Regions from separate parts of the Urocitellus parryii genome. Here region 2 is linked to region 1. A link is a contact called in public Hi-C data. All regions are on one chromosome and are shown on one strand. The core of a region is the stretch at or near the end of the contact, and the rest is flanking DNA. Distances in the headings are between cores, read along the strand shown. Region 1 holds the start of Mynn (myoneurin). Region 2 holds the start of Sec62 (SEC62 preprotein translocation factor).

Region 1 (2,701 bases), core at 128-2,627:
GATGAACGTGAATGAAAATACTGCACAAACTGCAAAAAATAAAAATAAAAACCCGCACAATTTCAAGGTTTTACATCAGTTGAACCCTCAAAACTTTCACTCAGTAAATGGTTAACGGGGAAAAAAAAATAACAAACTATCAAGAAACAACTCCTTGGGACAGATGGGAAGAAAAATACTTAAAAAATTTCCCCTCAAATCACCAAAACTTGTTAGTTTACACGGTGCAGTTTCTCCAAAGCGTGAGGCGCGTGCCCGAGGGGCGGGGAATGCATAGGGCCAAGGGTTGTCAAAGGTTCTGTCACTCGCCCCAGGAGGCCACACCCCTCCCCTCCTACTCCCCCCTGGCCTGGCGGCTTCGGAGAGTGACAACAGAAGCCGATTCTTCCTCGGCCTCCACTGCCCTGGCCTCCGCCCGGTTCCCACTCCCGCGAAATCCCACAGCTGAGACAGGCCAAAGCCACCACGGGGGCTGCTTCGCACAGCATTCCACCTTCGCCCCGACCAGCGCTAGAACTCCAAGAAGCCTGCCCTCCCATGGCCCAGGGTCTGGAGAGAGCGGTGACGGGGGTCTACGGTGAAGTGGGCACTCACCGACGGCCACCCAGGGGGAACAGTTTCTTCACTGTCTCTCCGCCATCTTGGGAGGACGTCACCGCGCCACGCTCCGCCTCTCCCTTCTTCCTCGACGGCAGCGTCACATCCGGCTCCGTACTCCCGTGGTAACTCCGGAGGCTCTAGTGCCGTGGAGGTCCCACACAGGCCAAGGCCGACAAGCTGGCCAGTAGAAGCCTGACTCCCCAGCATGCTAGGCGTCCCCGAAACAGCAGGCACCAGGGATGCGAGACCTAAAGGCTGGTGCACAGTGCCGCACCCTTCTTCCTCATGCTGAGCTCTCTGGCCGACAGTCAGCCTGTATCGGTCAGCCCGACTCTGGACCGCGGCCGGGCAGCCTGCACCGCCAGTCTCTCGGGAGACCACGCTGCGCACTGCATGCTGGGGCTTGTAGTTGCTTGTCTTCTCCCGTCATCCTCCCTCCCGGCCCAGCCAGTGGAAACTGCTGCTTTATGTACTCTGGCTCTCGGCCGTGGGGGCTGTTAACGCAGAGGGCGAGCACCCCCTTCCCTTTTACGTACCCGAAGTCTCTTGGGACCCCCTGGGTTTTGTTTGTGCCAGCCAACTATAGCTCTGTTTCCAGGATGCCTTACCTGGTGAAAGAAGTCTGATACGCACGAAAGCAAACCAAAGCAGTAGAACACACTGGGCATGCGCAGCATCAGAGGAAGGTGGGCTTTATACCGGAAAAGGTTTTCCAAAGTCTAGACCCGAGTAATTTTAATACAATTATTTACTTCGAGTTTGGGGTTAGTACAGTTAGGGAAAAGGCTATCAATTATGTCTGCAATATACAAAAGTATCAATAAAATGAGCCTTACTGATGTGTTAGGGTGGATTCTTTCCTATTAACTGTGGATATCATGAATCTCAAAACTACAACTTAAATATTTATTTTATCTTGTGGTGCAGGGCTTGCCTCTCATGTGTGAGGCACTGGATTCAATCTCAGCACCATGTGTAATCAAATAAATAAAGGTCCGTCAATAACTAATAAAATATTTTTTAAAAAAATTCTGCGTCAGCCCGCGCTGTTATGCACGCCTGTAATCACAGCGGCTTTGGAGGCTAAGGCAGGAGGATCTGAGGTCAAAGCCAACCTCAGCAATTTAGCGAGGCCCTTAGCAACTAGGTGAGACCCTGTCTCAAAATTTTTAAAAAGAGCTGGGGATGTGGCTCGATGGCTAAGCATCCCTGGATTCAGTCCCCAATACCCCCACCAATAAAAAGACTTTAAGGAATTTAACCTATGACTTTATTTTGAAGGTTAATCTCAACTTGAATTATTTCCTCTTCTTTCCGTGAGATTTTTTCTACTAGCTTCTTCCTGCTCAATGGATTTCCTCTTGTATGAATCAAATTTGTGAATAAAACCACAGCCGTTTTGTAAGAAAAAAAAAATCTTAGACTGGTTCTGTCTTAATTATCTTTTTTCTTGGTTCCATTAGGAAGGGGTCAGAACCATTTTCCATAATTTATTGAGAAATACTTATAAACTTAATATAACACTATATATAGTACAAATTCAATTTTTTAGAATCTGGGGCAGTTCTTTCACGTGGCGAATCTCCTACTAAAACATTTGGTGAATGAATCAAATAACGCCAAACTGAAAAGTTCAGACTCTCAAAAGTTCTGCAGAGTTGTTATTAAAATCACATGCATGGAAAAAGTGGATACTTAATTTTCATCTTTGCTTTGTTACTGATTTAAAAAAAAAAAAAAAAACTCGCTGTTGTTTCCGCCCGGTTTCGAACCGGGGACCTTTCGCGTGTTAGGCGAACGTGATAACCACTACACTACGGAAACCGAGCTGTTGGCCGGTCTCCTCAAAGTCCCTGAAGTCTATGTTGCAACATGCAGTTTCACCTAAAGGAAACGGAATTGTTTTAATAGTTAGTGGACAACAATATGTCTATATAAAATAACAATCACCCAGAAAATAAAACCACATGTTCAATTGAACAGTACTCAAAGTATTTCGAAAGTTCGAATTTGAGTTGATTTCCTTGCAGAGCTCCCGGGACCGCTGTAAAACTCAGGCACCCGCTAATTGCCAGTTCTTTGGGCACACTTAAAAACCCAT
Region 2 (2,700 bases), core at 37-2,536, 200 kb before region 1:
ACTTGTCTTCAGACCTGTCTGAACTTGGAATTTGCCTCTTTTAATTCCCTTTGGTACCCTGTTCACAATTACTTTTTTTTTTTTTTTTTTTTTGCCAAACTGCAAACTTACTAGATCATTATCTTTTTTCAGAGTACTTGAAAGACCACTTTAAAAATTTTTAATTTAAACTTTAACTTGCTCAAAACACCTGTAAGAGGGCCAAAAAGCTGATAAACAAAAGTGCAGAGAATATAAATAGGAAAGTCACTCTATTCGAGGAACAGAAAACAGTAAGTGTAACAATTGGAGATTAGTATAACTGACAACTTTACTACATGCTATCAATTTATGATGCTTTTGATTTCTCAGCATATGAACTGCTGAGACTAATAAACATCTTGAGTCCAAGATGCTCAACATATTTAATCCTCTTGACAAAGAACAACAGGGGGAAAATTGCTGGGAAGAAATGCACAGATGATATGCATGTGGAATGAGGGAGGGATGTTATGTAGGTTATGAGGATGACAAATTGGCATGTGAAAGGTTTCTGGGTGCCACCAGCTCATTGCAGCACCAGCGAGGTTGTGTTTGTTTACAACGTGTCGCCTGGAAGAAAGCCAGTAAGCTTCAAGTGGAACTATGAGGTTAAAATATTGAGGAAAAACGTAAACGCAACTGAACATCTGGATTAGGGGATCACAACCTGCGCCCCTGGGACATTTATTTGACCAGGTCCAGGTCCTTCCTCCTCTTACCGTCTACGCGCACAAAGAACCTCTGCTTTAGGTCAGCTCTCCGCCTCCTTCTACCCCAATTACCGTGGCCTTAATTTCGGGATAGCTAAGGCGAGAGTCGATGGGTGAAGGGAACGGAGGAGGGGCCCCGGGGCGGGGTGGGTCCCTGTCCGAGCTCTGGAGAAGGCTGACCTGCCAGCGCAGGCTTGGGCCGGCACCGCCACAGGAACCCGAGGCCCTCAGCCGCGTCTCCGTGGCCGGATTCCCAGAGCGGCGCCTCCTTCCTTCCCCTGCTGCTGCTCCACCACCACCTCTGTCTCCGCAGTAGCCAACACCGCCCCACTTCAGGCCCCTCACAACGACACAGCCTGAAGCGGGCTGCCTTGCGACGGAACCCCACCCGTCCTCTCCCTCGCGCGCCTTTTCAGGAGGTCTTCCCCGCTTCCTCTACTTCCGAGCGCGCTGAAGCTCCCTACCCCTGGACTGGGCTTTGCTACCTGGATCCGCTTCTTGTGTCGCCTGCGTTCCGCCATGTTGGCCGCTCCGCCCGGTTCCTTCTGACGTGGAGCGAGGAGGGGGGCGGTGGAAATCTCGCGAGAACGCGTCCCGCGGTCCGTTATGTAACCCGCCGGCGGGCGCCGGGAGAGAGGGAGGTCGGCTGCCCCAAGGGCCTGAGGTCCTTGGTGGCGGCTTCTCTTCCCTCCTCTCCTGTTGTGGAAACTGGAGAATTCGCCAGAACCCGGAGGAAGTCAAGAAGTGAATCAGAAAATAGGAAGGCTGGGAAGAGAGTTCCGTTCTCGAACTTGACTGAGCATCTGAACTACCTGGGAAGCTACTAAAATGCAGATTCCCTGGCCCCGCCCCCTCAGAGTCAGGCTCAGTATATTTGGGGTGGGGCCTTTCACCCAACGGGATGGCTGAGACCTACCGAGTCCTAGAAACCTTTACCGTGGTAATTCCTATCATGTCACCAACAAGCTTTATCTCACCTCTTTCAAATTTCATGAGATTCCATTTAAAAGATGAGAAGAACGAGGTAAATGAGGGGTGGAGATAGAAACGGACTCATCCAATGCGCAGGGCGAGACCCTAGTCAGTGATCTTTTCCCACGCGGCTTCCTCGGTAGCAGCTCCTTTAAATAGATTAGGCTCTTCATGCCATTGTCCGGGGGTTTCTTAAAACTCACTTTTAGAATCCTGAAGTCAGGGAGAAAGAACCCAGGGAAGTTTAAGATGAATAGGAGAAACATCCCAGGAAGTCTGGTGGATTATTATTATGGACTATTGGTATTTTAGAGCCACGTAAGACCAAAGAGAGGGGTTTAAATAGCTAGCGCTTACATACAAAGTCCCATGACTTTATGGAGATTTTAAACCATTTTTAATTGCAGAAAATTGGGAAAATAAAGGTGAGATGAAGAAAAGTTTAATTGTACCACTCAGATGTCTCTTAGTCGTTTAAATTTTCTTCTAGTATTTATTCCTACTTTGTGTGTGTGCATGCTAGTGGATATGTTCTATTTACATTTTTCCCATTCCCCAAACAGATCACATGCAATAATGGTAGCCTGATTTTTTCCTATTAATCTAATGTTGTAAGCATTTATTTGTTTCAAAATTCTTCAATTATAACCTACTAGCAATTAATGTGTACTTATGGCAACTTGCAGAATCTTAATGCCTAATCTTTTTATAAAGCAAAGTTCTTTTTGGACTATGTTATTCTGCTCTTAGGGAAACCATTTAGTTTCTTTCCTCTAAGAGGTATAATGTGTGTGTGTGTGTGTGTGTGTGTGTGTGTAGTGAGAAGGGAGATGAACTAGTAATGATTCTTACCAATTAATCTGAAAAATAATTTAGAATTATGAAATGTCTTTTCCTCCTCCAACCCTCCCCACCCAAAATGATAATGAATCTGTTTTGTTTGGAGACTTTTTTTCATAGGACAGCTGATCTATAAATGAAAACACTTACATTTAAT

What was found. Hi-C and Micro-C count contacts between places; a contact is called where the count stands out from the background.
Region 2: a contact with region 1 is called in a Hi-C map of liver, with 2.5 times the contacts expected there. The contact joins the promoter of Sec62 here to the promoter of Mynn in region 1. A contact is called at or near these places in 2 of 2 Hi-C or Micro-C datasets (liver and muscle).

What each region holds. Positions count from the first base shown.
Region 1 is chr2:130,314,026-130,316,726 of mUroPar1.hap1, reverse strand. Mynn (myoneurin) reads right to left here and starts at 1,377. Exons shown (of 7, transcript XM_026394982.2): 1 at 595-1,377. Trnav-aac (transfer RNA valine (anticodon AAC)) reads right to left here and starts at 2,424; the gene lies at 2,352-2,424.
Region 2 is chr2:130,513,590-130,516,289 of mUroPar1.hap1, reverse strand. It overlaps Sec62 (SEC62 preprotein translocation factor), which reads right to left and starts at 1,286. Exons shown (of 9, transcript XM_026394996.2): 1 at 1,217-1,286. The coding sequence starts at 1,252.